2 separate regions of the Macaca mulatta genome follow, and region 2 is linked to region 1. Evidence: chromatin contacts called from public Hi-C data. All regions are on one chromosome and are shown on one strand. The core of a region is the stretch at or near the end of the contact, and the rest is flanking DNA. Distances in the headings are between cores, read along the strand shown.

The links. A called contact is a pair of places that touch in the nucleus more often than the background predicts.
Region 2: a contact with region 1 is called in a Hi-C map of blood, with 2.6 times the contacts expected there. The contact joins the promoter of CCT2 here to the promoter of YEATS4 in region 1. A contact is called at or near these places in 4 of 14 Hi-C or Micro-C datasets (CD4 T cells, blood, cortical neurons and 1 more).

The regions. Positions count from the first base shown.
Region 1 is chr11:76,492,048-76,497,027 of T2T-MMU8v2.0, reverse strand. YEATS4 (YEATS domain containing 4) reads right to left here and starts at 3,224. Exons shown (of 8, transcript XM_077954706.1): 1 at 2,947-3,224. The coding sequence starts at 2,997.
Region 2 is chr11:76,711,932-76,716,801 of T2T-MMU8v2.0, reverse strand. It overlaps CCT2 (chaperonin containing TCP1 subunit 2), which reads right to left and starts at 2,589. Exons shown (of 16, transcript NM_001261311.1): 1 at 2,520-2,589; 2 at 1,733-1,807; 3 at 1,259-1,324; 4 at 449-560; 5 at 64-140. The coding sequence starts at 2,522.

The DNA of each region.
Region 1 (4,980 bases), core at 1,975-4,474:
GGCCTTTTACTTAAACACCTGAAAGCTAGGCATTGAAATAAAAATTGCCAATTCTGACTGGCATCACCTGTGGTAATGTCCGTATCACCCAATCTGTGGCAGTGTTTCCCAAAGCATAGTGTAAATATTAAGAGTAATTTGTGAGAGGTAGAATAAAGGTCATTTTTCACTTTTTTACTTATGTGTTTAATCAGTATTAAAAATAATAACTGTAACTAGAAATTAAAACCTACAATTTCACCAAGGCGGGTGTTTCACCTGAGGTCAGGGGGTTCAAGACCAGCCTGGCCCACATGGTGAAACCCCGTCTCTACTAAAAATACAAAAATTAGCTGGGTGTGGTGGTGTGCATCTGTAATCCCAGCTACTTGGGAAGCTGAAGCAGGAGAATTGCTTGAACCTGGGAGGCGGAGGTTGCAGTGAGCCGAGATTATACCATTGCACTCCAGCCTGGGCGACACAGCGAGACTCTGTCTTCAAAAACAAAAAAAAAACCCCACCCTACAATTTCAAAAACATTAACGTTTAGAAAAAGGCGTTTAAAAAATAAATTGATTTAAATGTAAATGTTACAATAAATATTACAGTTGAATTCAGACATGGCAAAAATGGCCAAGTGTCACTTGGATGACTGAAGCTTGTTTTTTTTTGTTTTGCTTTTTTTTTTTTTTTTGAGACGGAGTCTCGCTCTGTCAACTGGGCTGGAGTGCAGTGGCCGGATCTCAGCTCACTGCAAGCTCCGCCTTCCGGGTTTATGCCATTCTCCTGCCTCAGCCTCCCGACTAGCTGGGACTACAGGCGCCCGCCACCTCGCCCGGCTAGTTTTTTTGTATTTTTTAGTAGAGACGGGGTTTCACCATGTTAGCCAGGATGGTCTGGATCTCCTGACCTCGTGATCCACCCGTCTCGGCCTCCCAAAGTGCTGGGATTACAAGCTTGAGCCACCGCGCCCGGCCTGAAGCTTGTTAAATAATGGCTGATGACATGTTTGCTACATTTGTCCTTAGTTTAACATACATATTTCTTATATCTGATAAGTGCAAAGGCAGTGAGTATTGACAGATTATGACGGAAAGATAAAAAATTTCAAATTAAGTGAAAATATTGAATGTTGCACATGAATCTGAAACCAATGGCTCAGTTACAGAAATGTATCTGAAGGACAAAGAGCAAGATTTTCCACATGTGAAAAGTGCTGAGTGAGTGTAACCAACAACAATAAGAAATGAAGAAAAGCGGCCAGGCACGGTGGCTCACGCCTGTAATCCCAGCACTTTGGGAGGCCAAGGCAGGTGGATCACCTGAGGTCAGGAGTTGGAGACCAGCCTGACCAACACGGTGAAACCCCTGTCTCTACTAAAAATACAAAATTAGCTGGGCATGGTGGCGCATGCCTGTAATCCCAGCTATTCAGGAGGCTGAGGCAGGGGAATCGCTTGTATCCATGAGGTGGAGGTTGCAGTGAGCCGAGATCGTGCCATTGCACTCCAGCCTGGGCAACAAGAGCAACACTTCGTCTCAAAAAAAAAAAAAAAAAAAAAAAAAAAAAAAAAAAAAAAGACACAGGTATTTTTAAAACCTACTAATTATTATTATTATTTTTTGAAGAAACAGAGTCTTGCTCTGTCGCCCAGGCTAGAGTGCAGTGGCGCGATCTCAGCTCACTGCAACCTCCGCCTCCCAGGTTCAAGCAACTCTCCTGCCTCAGCCTCCCGAGTAGCTGGGATTACAGGCGCCCTCCACCACGCCCGGCTAATTTTTGTAGCTTTAGTAGAGACGGGGTTTCACCATGTTGACCAGCCTGGTCTCGAACTCCTTACCTCAGGTGATCCACCCACCTCGGCCTCCCAAAGTGCTGGGATTACAGGCGTGAGCCACCGCGCCCGGCCATGGTTGATTCTTTTTAAAGAAAAATTTCCTTTCCTCTACAAATAAAAATCAGATGGGGTACAAATAGTTGTTTTATCAGGAGCCAGTGGGCCCTGCCTTAAAAATCAACGTGCAGGGCCGGACGCGGTGGCTCACACGTGTAATCTCACCACTTTGGAAGGCCGAGGTGGGTGGATCACGTGAGGTCAGAAGTTCCAAGACCAGGCTGTCAACATGGTGAAACCCTGTCTTTACTAAATATACAAAAATTAGCCGGGCGTGGTGGCGGGCACCTGTGATCCCAGCTACTTGGGGGGCTGAGGCAGGAGAATCGCTTGAACCCGAGAGGCGGAGGTTGCAGTGAGCCGAGATCGCGCCATTGCGCTCCAGCCTGGGCAACAAGAGCGACACTTCGTCTCAAAAAAAAAAAAAAAAAAAAAATTAACGTGCCAGGGGATGTGTGAGGGAAATGACACAATGTCAAACATTACGCTAGGCTCTATGATAATTTCACTAAAAACAAAATAAGTTGACATTTACTGAATGTTCCCCATGTGCCAGGCAGTGTTATGCCCCTGCTTTGGGGCTTTCTGAACACCATGAACTCCGGCAAATTTTCTTAGCCTTCGTATGCCTCGGTGCCTCAGTTACCGCACTTGGAAATACTGCGGGTGAGCGCTCAGCGACTGTTGGCTAGTTATTGTTATCCTCACACCAGGGGGGTGGCGTCACCGCTTTACCAATAACCTAGATTGGCAGCGAATGTGCACCAAGCTGAGCTTTCCCAGCCCTCGGACTCGCACGTTTCCTCGGCAGCCACGTCCAGGTTTCCCCAAGCCACCACTGATTTGTTTGGTTTTTGGCGGGGATGGGAGTTGGCAGTGACGCGAGGAAGTTGGGGCCCAATGAACGCCGTTTTTTCACTCAATGGCTCTGACTCGCTCTCCGCCTTGAAACCACGGTTCAAACCCTAGGAGAGAAGGCGCGAAAGGAAACCCAGTGCGACCTCCCCGTGCCGCTCAGGGAGGAGCCGGGGCGGGAGAGCCACCCCGGAAGAGGGGCGGTCCGGGCACTGACCTTTACTCTCCCGCCGGAGTCAGGCCCAAATTCGGCCATTCTCTTGAACATATTGTCCCACGGAAGAAGCCGCCGCCGCCAGGGAAAGAGACCGGGGCTGGCGGGGTCGCCGCTCCCCTCAGAGGCCGCGCTCCTCTCGCGCGGGCCCAGGCGGAGGGTTTCTGGCCGAGGGAGGGCGAGTTACTAAGGCTTGTAACGCTGACTAACCGTCAACTCCTCAGGCCGACAGCGCTCCCAAAGGCCATTCAGCCCCGCGCAGGTGGAGAGCGCAGCGGAAGGAGGGGCGACGGCGGCACCGTGCGCAGGCGCAACGGGCTCGCGTGTGCGCACGCAGTGTACACTGCGCACGCGCCTGGCGGCTGCAGTCACATCGCAAGACCAGTACAGGAGTTCCAAACCAAAAAAAATGAAAGGAAGGAAATAATAAATGAGTTCAGAAAGTTGTCCAGATGTTAAGAATATGAGTTTCCACATTGAAAGATCCTACCAAGCACCCAGCACAAATATTAAAGCATCCATGTCAAAGCATATCATTGTGAATTTTCGGAACATCGAGAATAAAGAGACCCCACACCCTTCCAGGTTATAAAGACTGTGGAATCAGAGTGGCTTCAGATTGCTCAGGTAGATTCTAGGAAGCCATACGGTACTGTCTTCAAAACTCTGAGGGAAAATTACTTACGATTTAGTCTTCAATACTCATCCAACTACCAATCTAGTGTGTGAATAGAGTTTCAGATGTGCTAAATCACTACACATAAAAAATAGTACCTATCTTACTTTTCTCAGTACTTCCAGGAAGATCTTGTAGATCTGATCCACCAAAATGAGGGAATAAGCCAAGAAGGAGGAAATTATGAAATACAGGAAATACAATAAATAATAAACACAGAAAATAATAAGATCCCAAGATGATACTGAAAGAGCCCCGGGGACGATAGCTGTGTACAGGCACAGACGGCAACGCATCCAGATTAGATTCGGTCAGAAATCTTTGGGAGACACTGCTTTAGAAGGATGGAATTGACACAATTCCAGCTGGCGTTGAATCCTCAAGAGGAGATTTGACGGAGAGTTTGGGAGTTTAACTCATGACAGGTACACAGAAAACTAAGCGGCTGTAAGAATTATGCAGCCATTAATTCTAGGGAAAACAAAATCTTGCGTAAGAAAAGAAAGTAATTGTATTTATGGTTACATAAATACTGACTATTGATCCCCCGCTCCCCCAAAAATAGAATTACATTTGGAAGGATGGGCTTTGGAGAAAGGTACTATGCTTGATGGGGTTGGAGGAGAAGGAAATAGAGCTTAATCTTTAACTTCCATAGTGGGAAGTCAATATCTTAAAATGGAAAAATCAAGAAGAAGCAATGTAAGTGTAATATTGAAAAGCATGGAGGTAAGTATTTTTTAAAAATAAGCTAAAAGAGTAGAAAATATTGCTGATTGTGATTTTCAGTAATTCCATTTAACAATGTTGAAGATTTTTTTTTTTTTTTTTTTTTTTGATACGGAGTCTCGCTCTGTCACCCAGGCCGCAGTGCAGTGGCACGATCTCGGCTCACTGCAAGCTCTGCCTCCCGGGTTCACGCCATTCTCCTGCTTCAGCCTCCCGAGTAGCTGGGACTACAGGCGCCCACCACCTCGCCCGGCTAATTTTTTGTATTTTTAGTAGAGACAGGGTTTCACCGTGTTAGCCAGGATGGTCTCGATCTCCTGACCTCGTGATCCGCCCGCCTCGGCCTCCCAAAGTGCTGGGATTACAGGCGTGAGACACCACGCCCGGCCGAAGAAAATATTTTTTAAAAGACTTCACTAAATAGAAGTGCAAGGGATGTGCTCAGGGCTTAGTTATAATCAGTGCCACATGAAGAGCTCAATTGTCATATGAATGTCACTGCATTTCAACCAACATAGGAACTGAGTTTCTTTTGAAAATGATCAAACATTGATATTGATTTTTATCTTTTGCCAGAATAAGAGTAGAAATTTGGTTTGGGGGCGTAATTATATTAAAAACAGTTGGTATAA
Region 2 (4,870 bases), core at 1,340-3,839, 220 kb before region 1:
GGACTTGATTACCTCTGATACTCAAAAACAGTAGGAAAAACAGAGTTGCTCAGTTGCTCTTACCCTTAATAATTCTGCTGCTAAAACGGTAACAGAGGTAGTGCCATCACCAACTTCATCATCTTGAACCCTTGACATATCTAGAAAAAGAAATTAGTTAACTCAAAATTGCTTCTTTGCTTACTAAATTCTCCAAAAATATTCACTACCAATCTAAACTTATCAAGGTTCCTCATACAAAAAATTCTTTGGAACTTTGAGGTCTGAAATGCAACAGTTTACCACCAATATATGGCACTCCTGAAGCTTGTATTTTAACAATGATAATTAAAACCCAGTGGATATCAATTGACAGTACAATTGGTCAACACAGCCTATTTATAAAGTTATTTCAAAAATGTTAACCAATAGTATTATTAGGTTGGTGAAAAAGTATATTCAGACTTACCAACTAAAACTTTAGCTGCTGGATTGTCAACACCAATGTTTTTCAGAATAGTGGCACCATCATTGGTTACCATAAGAGAGGCATCTCGTCCGCTGCTTAGAAGAATTTTGTCCTAAAGGGAACATAATTGGTTCAAGTTAAGATATAAGTACATCTTGAAGAATGCATGGTTCAATCAGTATTCTCATACAGTGCTAGTGTTATCAACACCCTGGATGGCTATTTTGTGGTATCCATTCATCAAATGTTTTCAATACATACACCATGTTAACCAAACCGTGGTATCTACCCCTAGAAACATCAGAAGCACAGGGAGACACTAGTTTTTGTTTCAACACTGTTAACTGCAAAAACAATGGAAAGAAACTATCAGTACAGCCATAATTAAATTATAAAATAATTAAGGTACAGGATAATATTTGACAGTTAAAGAGGAGGCAGTATTATCTACTTACACTGAAAGGAATTTAAAAGACCAAGCTACAAAACAGTATTGATAAATAGTATCTATGTTTTATAAAACAGTATATATTACATGAGTATAAAATACATAATAAAGTACACATAATTCTACATAAACAGAAAATTAGAAGTAGTACATGCAAATTATAACACTACTTGTCACTGAGGAGGGGCATAGGATTGGGGATGGTGATTCTGGGGACTCTGATTTTTACTAAGAACATACTTGTCTTTTATAATTAAACGTTCTAAAGATTAAAAAGCATTTTAAAATGTTTGTTATTAATTATATTTCCACTAAGGGCTCTAAAACAATATTAAAACATAAAACTTTTCTATTTTTCTTACCATGCCTTTGGGTCCCAAGGTGCTCTTTACCAAGTCTCCAATGGCGATGGCACCAATAAAAGAAGTCTGGAGTAAAAACCAAGGAGATTATCAGAATCAACTTTACCGTCTTCAAGTACAGTTTTATCTTTATTTACTTTTTTTTTTTTTTGAGGCAGAGTCTCGCTCTGTCCCCCAGGCTGGAGTGCAATGGTGCGATCTCAGCCCACCGCAACCTCCGCCTCCTGGGTTCAAGCGATCTTCCTACCTGAGGCTCCCAAGTAGCTGGGATTACAGGCGCCCGTCACCACGCCCGACTAATTTTTGTATTTTTAGTAGAAACGGGGTTTCGCCATGTTGGCCAGGCTGGTCTCGAACTCCTGACCTCAGTTCATCCGCCTAACTCGGCCTCCCAAAGTACTGGGATTACAGGAGTGAGCCACCGCACCTGGCCTCCAGTTTTATCTTTAAAACAAAAGTTAGAACAAGGCTTACCAGGCGAGCTGTCTCTGCTCTCTCTTCATCAGCTCCTGCCTTGAAGATGTTAACAGGTGCAAGGGAAAGGGACGCCTAAAAAAGAAAACCAAGAGGCATTTCGTTTAAGTACCAATACTCTAACACATACACTGAGGTGCCTTCCACTTGTCTTACAAGTGGATATCTAAGAGAAAACTCATTTACAATAATGTTTTCAAACAAATGAAGCTTCCATCATCGGAGAAGGCATTTAAGTGGGAGAGAGGGACTTGTAGGAGAGCGACATGGCTTTTCGGATTTACAAGGCCCCAGGAGTATAAACTATACACCAGCGAGACTGACAGTTACCTACGGCTAGACAAAAGACGATGTGGAACTAAGAATGAGGCAGGGAGGGGTTTTTTGCCATCGAGGGGACGCCTGCCATGCGGGCGAGGGAACGCGGCCTCCATCTTCCACCCTCGGGTGGCTCGGGCCCCGCCGCTCCAGGCTCCGCCCCTAGAGGGAGGGCGGGGCGGGTCCCACACTAGAAATTTCTTCGCTTGGGGTGAGGCGCGGGCCTAGGCTCCCGGGACTATGCAAAGGCCTGGGCAGGAGACGCTGGCTTTGCGGTCCACTCCTCCCCTTCGTGGTGGGCTCCACCGGCTGGCCTGGCACAGGCCGCACGCCCCACGGCTCGCACCATGTGCGGCGGGCCGGAAAGCCAGAAACGGAGCCTACAACCCCAGCAGGACAGAGGAAGCAGTGGGGTGCCAAGAGCACGGGGAAGCAGGGGCAGGGCAAGAGACAGGGAGGTCAGGCTCACCATAGTTCCGAGGAATTCCGCACACAAGTGAATCCCCTCACAGCTCGTGCTCAGGGACAGCAGACAGAAGGAAGCCGGAAGTGACGTCACACACCCTACTGTCGGGGGCGGGGCCCCGGCCTTCGCGTCCCTCCGGCTGGCCGTTACCGCTAGCAGGCGTCCCATTTTGATTGGAGCCCCACGGGCCGGAAACGCAGCCTTTCACACTGGAGGGGGCGTAGCCGCCGCTCGAGGACGGAGGAATTGGGCGGTTGAGAGAGGAACAACCCAAGAACAAAGAGGCGGCTGCCGCACGAGTTGCCATAGCAATGGAGTTCTTGCTCACACTTTATTTTCTTAAATTTAATCTTTAAACATTTGTGTTAAAATCACACATGTACACAGTTCAAAGTGTTATGTGCCAATAATGAAACCATAATTTACCTACCTCACCACTTCCTGTCTCCAGGAAAACTGCTTTCAACTTTTTCAGTTTTTTGGGGGAGCTATTTACTATCATATTCCCAGATATGTTAATTTTAAACATTATTTACTGAGTATTACAGAAGAGGACTTCCTTTTCTCTTACTGAATTTTCAAACGTTATTTCTAACTGGACGTTGACTGTCCAGGCTAAGGTCTTGTGAACTGACAGAGACATTTATATAGTATTTTATCTTTGCCCTATTTACTCATTTTCAGGAATTTTTGCATTTCAGTCTTTTTTTTTCTCCAATAGTAGAGACGACTTACTAGTCTTTGTTTATAATAAACTGAAATATTTGGGACTGATCTTGACACTCTTACATGTTTTGGCAGACATCAAGATCAGTCCCAAATATTTCAGTTTATTACAAACAGTTTTCTACTTTCTTTAAGTTGACGGATGTCTAAAGCAAAATTTGTTCTCTAAAAAATTTTTCTGTCATCTACTGATACCCTGTTTTCTCCCTTTGATCACTTAACAAGCTCCTTGGCAGGGCGTGGTGGCTCACGCCTGTAATCCCAGCACTTCGGGAGGCTGAGGCGGGCAGATCACCTGAGGTCAGGAGTTGGAGACCAGCCTGGCCAACAAGGTGAAACCCCGTCTCTACTGAAAATACAAAAATTAGCCGGGCGTGGTGTGCGCATGCCCATAATCCCAACTACTCAGGAGGCTGAGGCAGGAGAATTGCTTGAACCCAGGAGGCAGAGGTTGCGGTGAGCCGAGATTACGCCACTGCACTCCAGCCTGGGCAACAGAGTGAGACTCTGTCTCAAAAACAAACAAACAAAAACCAAGCTCTTGGATTTTTCTTTTTCTGTTTTGTTTTGTTTTAGAGACGGGGTCTCACATGTTGCCCAGGCTGGCCTGGAACTCCTGGGCTCAAGCAATCTTCCTGCCTCAGTCTCCTGAATAGCTGGGGTCTCCTGGATTTTTGACATTGCTAACATTAACAGGAATTTTCAATTTTTAGTTGTTTCTACCCTTTGGATTTCCTCTAAGTGGGTTGATTTCCACCAGGGGTTGGCAAGCTGGGAGGAGTCAAACCCAGCCTGGCAACTGTTTTTGTATGGCCTGAGAGCTAAGAATAGTTTTTACATTTTTAAGTGGTTGAAAGAAATAAAAAATTTCCTGACACATGAAAATTCTGTGAAATTAATATTTCAGTGTCCGTAAAGCTTCGTTGGACTCCATGGGCATACCCATGCATGTTTACTCTGTCACAATACAAGAGCAGAGTTATGTGGCAGAGTTGAGTAGTCACGACAGGTTGTGTGGGCACACGAATGCTAAAACATTTATTATCTAATTCTTTACAGAAAAAGTTTGCTGACCCTGGTTTACAGTATTCCTCAGGTCCGACATGAAAAGGGGGAGTTCAGGCTGAACAAATTGTTTTTTTAAATCTCCCAAGAATTTTCTGTTCTTTGTAGGAAAACTTGGTCTTCTTTCAGGAAATGTACTTTCCTAGGCCGATCCCAAATCGCATTCTGGAATGAGAAGATTCACAATGAAAAACTAAGATGCCTGCACAATATTGAAAAAGGTTGTTTTTATTGTGGGCAAAATTACATACCTGGAGATATTTACTATGTCCTCTGGTAGGCAAGCCTGAGACTGTATGTGATGGGGAAACCAATGACTGCTCTCTGCTGGGCTTTGAATGTAGCCAGAGGCATTTGGATGGGGAGAAGGAGGCAGGCCCTGCTACCTTGTGGAACTGAGGCTAGAGGCAGCCAGGAAGAGACCCTATGATGGGACCCTTGGAAATGTGTCCCTTCTCCATGGCATCTTTTGATCCTTCCTCCTTTCCTACTTCCCCCTCCTTTGATGACACCTCTACACCCAGAGGCTAAACACTCAGCTTCTAGACCCAGACTATATGAGT